Regions from separate parts of the Sus scrofa genome. Here region 2 is linked to region 1. The links are chromatin contacts, called in public HiChIP or PLAC-seq maps. All regions are on one chromosome and are shown on one strand. The core of a region is the stretch at or near the end of the contact, and the rest is flanking DNA. Distances in the headings are between cores, read along the strand shown.

Region 1 (3,516 bases), core at 575-3,074:
TCAGGGCCCCATATTGCAAATCTAGTCTAATTCATTAATTGTGTTTAATGAAGATAAACTCAAAAATCACAATTACCCATCTCATAGGATTGTGGTGAAGATCAAATGCATGTAAAATCATTTAGCATAGCCCCTGTCATATAGTCAAGTTAAAATAATTAGAATGTCATTTGTGGAGGATTAGGAATATATGTGCTAAAGATTTATGTGGAAAAAACACAAAACAAGGGATTATGATGAATTGCAAAAATTGCGATTGAACATTCTTTCATGTCTCTTATTAAGATAGAAAACAGGAAACTTTATTTACTTTTAAATGAAGTCCCTTTGCATCTTACATCCATTCATCCTTTTCTTAAAACTGAAAGTAAAAGCCTAATATATTGTGTTGCTTTATATTCATTATTCAATTTTAAAACTTTAAGGGCTTTAAAACCCTTAAAGGAGCTTTCCAGGAGCTTTCTTTCCTGTTCATTATCAATAGTCTATTCAAGCTTGTAAAAACCTTCAGAAAGGTGATTAATTAGCTACCCTATTTTGCTTCAACTATAATTTTCAGAGCTTTTTCTTCCAAGCCTCTGTTGAATTGAAAACCATTTTGTTTTGTTTGAATAAAAATATAAAAGAGCCGTTTCCTCTCTTTCTCGCGTGCACATTTGAATTTGATATGATTTTTATTGTATAACCTGTTTTGAAATTTTCAAGCAATTTCAGAGCTTTCTGGAAAGAAGTGGGAATTTAAAATCCTAAATAAACAAAAAGAAGAAAGATTCAAAGTAGTTTCTCTAGCTTCAACAGTCTATAATATTGGAATTTGTATTTTATAAATATAAAAAGGGCTTATTTATCCAATGGATCAGACTGCTTTCTTTCTTCCCCTTGTGTGTGCTCAGTCGTCAGTTTTCATACTATGCAGTTATATTCATGTTCCACTCATGACTTTTAAAAGGCCTTGCCAGTATAATTCAATAAGTAACAATTGCTTATTCTAGGAAATTGTTGCTTTGTTATTAGTTGTAGAGATGTTTTGAGGGGCATTCTTGGGGAAAATCCTTGGATTTTAAAGGTTTTAAAAAAACAAACTTTCGGGAGTTCCCGTCGTGGCGCAGTGGTTAACGAATCCGACTAGGAACCATGAGGTTGCGGGTTCGGTCCCTGCCCTTGCTCAGTGGGTTAACGATCCGGCGTACGCAGCTCGGATCCCGTGTTGCTGTGGCTCTGGCGTAGGCTGGTGGCTACAGCTCCGATTCGACCCCTAGCCTGGGAACCTCCATATGCCGCGGGAGCGGCCCAAGAAATAGCAACAACAACAACAAAAAGACAAAAAAACAAACAAACAAAAAAAAAAAAACTTTCTAGCTACCTTAGGATACTGTATTAGCTTGCTAGGACTGCCATAACAAGTACCATCGACTGTGGCTTAAACAGAAATTTATTTCCAGTCTTGGAGGCTGAAATTCTGAGATCAAGGGTGTCAGCAGGGTCGATTCCTTCTGAGGCCTCTCTCCTTGGCTTATAGATAGCTGTCTTTTCCCCTCTGTGCATGTCTGTGTTCTAATCTCTTATAAGGACACAGTCATATTGGATCCAGGCCAACTCCAGTGACCTCGTTTAACTGTAATCACCTCTTTAAAGACCTTATTTCAAATAGTCACATTCTGAGGTTCTAGGGGTCAGGACTTCAGCTTATGAATTTTGCGGAAGGAACACTATTCGTCCCATAACAGTTACCTTTTCCTAGTTAATTTTATGTAGTAGGACTATAGTTAGAATATCTAGTTTATGCTTATGAAAAGCAAGCCTGCAACGCACTCCGTTTCTCAGCTAAGTCAGAAAGGAATGCTGAACATAGGCCAGGCTTTACCTCATATTCCTCTGGTGTGTCTTGGTTTAGCTCTGAAACAAACATCAGATTAAATGATTAACTTTCCTTTTACCTGACTTGAAGCTTTGTTTTGCCCCAAAAAACTAACATTCAGCCACCACCTCTGTATAAAAAGTGCTTGTGCACGGTATTTTGTGCATGGTATTTTTTTCCCCAACCTCTCATTTCACTGCTTTAGCCCTTAGGATTAGCTGCTTCAAAAATAAACCTTGTGACAGGGAATGTTACATAACCGTAAAATATATTATGTTTTAACAGATGCATGTATGTATGTCCTATCCTGTACGGATGTCTTTCACTTAGAGGCATCAGCTAAAATATTTGCTGTCCCAGAAGAGGAGATTAGTAAGAGATCTTTTAAAGGGTAGCAGGGAGCAACATCTCTTAATTATAGTTCTTTGTAAAGAAAGAGAGAAGATTGTTTGCTTAAGGCGGGGTGGGGACAGATATCTATGAAAAGGAGGGTATAATTTACCCAAGAGAAATGTAGATTATAGTTTCTTACTGAAAATGTATGTAATATGGTTCTAGTTACTACAGTAAGGAACGAGTTGAAAGATCCCTTCATGAAAAAGATAATATGCAGACATACTGTAAGTGGTAAAGTGCTCTACAGTCATTAGCTTTGGAATAGTAATGAAAAGCTGAAAGTAACTGTTGAAGACCAACCTAAGAATATACATATGAGTTCACTCTTGAGGAAGGGAGAAAATTATTATTTACTGAGCCTATGGCTGTCTAACCATCATACATACATGTAGTATCTTTTGTTTTGTTTTGTTTTGTTTGCTTTTTCGGGAAGGGGAGTTGGGCGCACCTAAGGCATATGGGGGTTCCCAGGCCAGGGGCTGAATTGAAGCTGTAGCCTCTGGCCTACGCCACGGCCACAGCAATGCCAGATCCGAGCCCCCTCGTCTTTGACCTATAACCACAGCTCATGGCAACGCTGGATCAAACCCTCTGAGAGGGGTCAGGGATCAAACCTGCGTCCTCATGGTTACTAGTCAGATTCGTTTTCCACTGAGCCACGACCAGAACTCCATACATGTAGTATCTTTTGTTATTCTCTCTTCATTTCTCTATTTTTATAAATAAGAAATGGGGGCTAGAGATATACAGAAATTAGAGTTAAATTCATTTTCTACCCTTCTGTAAGGTAGCTCTCATATATTTGTTATATCTTACCAACATTCTTTATATCTTACCAACAAGCTAGTATAAACACAATGTGACATGAAGAATTCTGCTAAGCATACATCTAAAATAATTCCGTGACAATGACCCCATTAATAAATTAGGAGGTGATTTATAAAATCATTTAAAATGATTCTTTGCATCTTCGTTGAATTGTATATCTTGGTCTTTGTGATGATTGTCTGCTGTTTGGTTATACCACCTTTATTCTTTTGCTGACAGTTTAATTCCTTTTAGCTTCCAGCCTTTGATTCATGTCTTTTTAACTGACTTACTAACTTACTAATTTGACTGTGTATTTTGGGGAGTCCTACTGGAAAAATCAGTTATTAGATAACATCTTTTAGTTTGAACCCTCACCCCTCTCCCCTTTTTCAAGTAGTGTTGCTATCTGCCTTTTCCACATGGAGGCAATGAGATGGAGAGCCTGAGGTAGC
Region 2 (3,516 bases), core at 327-2,826, 280 kb before region 1:
GGGGTCGAATTGAAACTACAGCTGCCGGCCTACACCATGGCTCACAGCACTGCTGGATCCTTAATCCACTGAGCAAGGCCAGGGATCAAACCCACATCCTCTTGGATCCTAGTTGGGTTCGTTAACTGCTGAGCCCATGAAGTCATGAAACTCCCTGCTTGAGTTTTTAAATCATGGAGAATTAACAGTATACACCACTTACTATCTTTACTAGCCGGTCTATGTGTCAGTTTTCTACTTTAGAATACAAGCTTTGCTTCTTCCTGTATCCACAAACCCCGCCAATAAATGTTTAATGGGTAAACAGACTAGGTCCTTCCCTATCTTTAAGGCCCAGTTTTTAGCCCGCAATTTTTTTGTGAGGTGGGCAAAATATTTCCACACTAGGCTCAAACAGGAGAAATCACCTCCCCAGAAGAACCCATTCAGTAAGAGAGCTTCTATATCTACACCTATAACTCTTGTAAGAGAAGCTTCTGAAAAGGGAGAAAATGAACGTTTCAGCAACTATCATACATCTGACACTTAACACACATGACTTCACTGACTACACATGAACCTTGGCAAAAAGGCAAAGTGAGAAACAGCATTGTTACTCTATGCCATTAGGATCTAAAGTAGCACCAAGTCCCTTTTAATCAATAATAAAGGCCAAAACACAGGTGTTGGTCTACAACAATGTACCTTAATTAAATGCATACTGAAGTCTGCACTGACCTGGAAAGGGTACAAATAACTATTATAGGCTGACGACTGTGCGTTCAAACCATTCAGGCTTACTCACTTGGCTCTCTCATCGCTGTTCTTAACATATTGAGATTTGTTACTGAGAGGCTTAAAGGGATCCCATCTTGGGAAAGACAGGGTCTAGGATGGAAAACCGGTATTGCATCCCCAAATTCAGAGTAGCAGCTGGCCTAAGTCGCACAGAATTGTTATGGGGTTGGGAGCTGAATCCACGTGGGCATCCCTCAGAAAGCTTGCTGTACTGCCCCAAGCAGTCTCCTCGCTGCTGAGATTTTTAAGGTACCTTTTATTCTGCTTTGGAAAAGTGAAGCTGCAACCCCGATGGCCTCACGCCCAGCCCACCCGGCCCCCGTTAGCCCAGGCGCCTCAGCTACCTTGGTGTCCACGTCGGCCAGGCAGTCCCGGCGGAAACTGTCAAACAAGCCCCGGCTCTTGAGCTGCTCCACGATGAGAGCGATGAGCTGCGGGTCGCCGGGAGGCAGCGAAGCCGGGTTGATGGGGCCGCCGCTTCCGCCAGCCCCCGTCGCGCCGGTCGCCGCCCCCGCCGAGGCCTGGCCCGAGCCGCCGCCGCCCACCGCACCGGTGCCCCCGCTGCCGCCGCCACCGTCCGCCATGGCTGTGCCCCTGGCCCAGGAAGGAGACCGAACACGGCCTCCTCTCAGGGACAGAGGGCCTGGGTCGGGTACAGGTGGCAGAGGGGCCAGAGAAGGCGGCGGTGGCGGCGGCGAGGGTGGGAGCGGCGGCGGGAGGGGTGGCGCCGGCACGTTGGGAGGCAGCGGCGGCGGAGGGAAAGGCGGCAGAAATCGCCCTCCCCATTCCGGGCGCTCTTCGGATGACGTCGCCGCTGACCTTTGCATTGTGGGGCGGGAGGTTTACCTGCAGTCAGCGCCGGCTTTCTTATACGCAGAAGGCTGGCCAAAGAAAACTACAACTCCCGGCAGCCTCCAGAATGCCATCTCCAGTTTGCGAGGCAGTACGGGACTTGAAGGCTTGGGCCCTCGCGATTGCTGTAGCCTGGGCTGACTCTTCTCGCCCGGTTACTGCCACCTGGTTCTAAATCAGCACGTCCCCAAAGTGCCTGAGTATAAGAAGTGTCTGCCAGGCTGATTGAAAGTGTAGAATAACAGGTTTGTCCCTTAGAGATTCTCATTCAGTGTTTCTGGGTCGGGGCCTAGGAATCTGTGTTTTTAACATGTATTCCCGCACCCTTGAACAATATGGCCCGGGAAATGTGGGAAGCAGTGGACTAGTCAGATTTCTTTTATTTAAAAATGTATGGGGTTTCCTCCCCCGTCCGTTCTGATTTTAATAGAAATTCATACTTATTTTAGAAAATTGAAAAATAACCGGAAAATGTGCGGTGGAAATGTCTCCCTGATTCTCTATTTTATGTGTATTTCCTTCCAGATATTAAATATTGTCAGTAATAATAATAACAAACTGATATTGAGTAATTGGAATATTCCAGGCATGATGCTAAGTACTTTACACACACAATCTAAAAAGCATATATTATTTTTGCTATTTTACAGGTGAAGAAACTGAGGCACAGAGTTAGTTTATTGCCCTAATCACAAAGCTACAGGTGGAAGAGGAGGGTTTGAACTCAGATTTCCTGAATCCAAATCTTGGTGATGTTTAACCTAAGGTGTACTACATCCTGAGAGCTAGCTGTCCTCATACTCTAGGTAAGGCTTCTTCCTAATTTATCTTTTTTTTTTTTTTTTTTTTTTTTTGGAGCCACAATTCACCATTGGAGCTGTCACTGCATCCTCTTTTCCTTTCAGCCTTTTGTCCCCTGTTGAAAATTCCTGCCTGGATCCTGGCAATTCTGTTTGCTATTATTTCCTCGTCTTATATAAGCAGTGGATGAGGATGTAAATAATAAATTCTTCAATATCCTTGGCTCCTGGGAAGAGGCATAATAGACACAGATCTGAGATGCTTTCCATTTCACGATTTATTATTTAAGAAAGTTTAACCCTCAAAATGAATATCCAGGTGTTCATCCTTTAACTCGAGCTCAATCTTCCTCAAAGGTTAAGTTAATGACCAACATTCTCTCTTAATACTTCACCATCCTGGAGATGACCTAATGACTCTTCCTCCTAATTGACCCCACACTTATCACTCATCTTTAGCCCCAGGAGAGGCTGGATTCAGGCTGCAAGGACCCGGTGTTTATTCTTCTCCAAGCTCCCTGATCACTTCTACCAGTCTCTTCTCCATTTTGGCACAGCACATCTTCCTCTCTTTCTTCAGGGAAAACTTTTCTAACCCTCTGACCTAATTTGGTTTTGTCTCACTGATGTAGACTCTCAGAGCTTCTTTCTTATACCAATGATTATAATCGAAAATGAATAATTTATAGGCTAATCAGCCACTTGATTCCCCTGCTACAGTGTAAGCTTTAAAGCCGGGACCACAGCTCATTGTTCATCACTGTGTCCCCACCTCATAGCACAATCCCTAGCTCAAAAGTGGATGTGTAAATTTTTGTCTATTTCCTATAGTCATGGGATGGGGGTGGGGGGGGGAGAGAGGTAGCATGTGTGTCTGTGTGTGGGGGGGTGTCATTTGTAGCCACCACTTTCAGAAAAGAGAGCAGGAGAAGATGGATTAATCCATCATTAATCCAACTGGGTAATTGATCCCAGAGATTGGCAGCAAATGGTTAACCTTTTGGCAATCTCATGGGGTCCTTGTGTCTTGTCTGCTAGAACTTTGAACTATGAAAAGAAGCTGTACCCCATATCTGTGACCTTGCCT

The links. HiChIP or PLAC-seq counts read pairs in DNA pulled down with a chosen protein or histone mark.
Region 2: a contact with region 1 is called in an H3K27ac HiChIP or PLAC-seq map of skeletal muscle. The contact joins the promoter of BOD1 here to the enhancer-like site in region 1. A contact is called at or near these places in 30 of 47 Hi-C or Micro-C datasets (adipocytes, adipose tissue, alveolar macrophages and 15 more) and 2 of 2 datasets of contacts at active chromatin or transcription factors (alveolar macrophages and skeletal muscle).

Annotation. Positions count from the first base shown.
Region 1 is chr16:50,452,614-50,456,129 of Sscrofa11.1, reverse strand. All of the region lies in intron 2 of CPEB4 (cytoplasmic polyadenylation element-binding protein 4), which reads left to right. Among named protein-coding and RNA genes, the nearest start is that of CPEB4, 45 kb to the left of the region's middle. Within about 2 kb of position 1,824, at least 8 of the 83 cell types and tissues checked have an H3K27ac peak or open chromatin away from gene starts, as enhancers often do. A contact at or near this core is called in fetal liver, liver and skeletal muscle, where this site is marked.
Region 2 is chr16:50,732,570-50,736,085 of Sscrofa11.1, reverse strand. It overlaps BOD1 (biorientation of chromosomes in cell division protein 1), which reads right to left and starts at 1,576. Exons shown (of 4, transcript XM_003483847.4): 1 at 1,122-1,576. The coding sequence starts at 1,361. LOC102164818 (a long non-coding RNA gene) reads left to right here and starts at 1,616. Exons shown (of 11, transcript XR_002339638.1): 1 at 1,616-1,874; 2 at 2,280-2,435.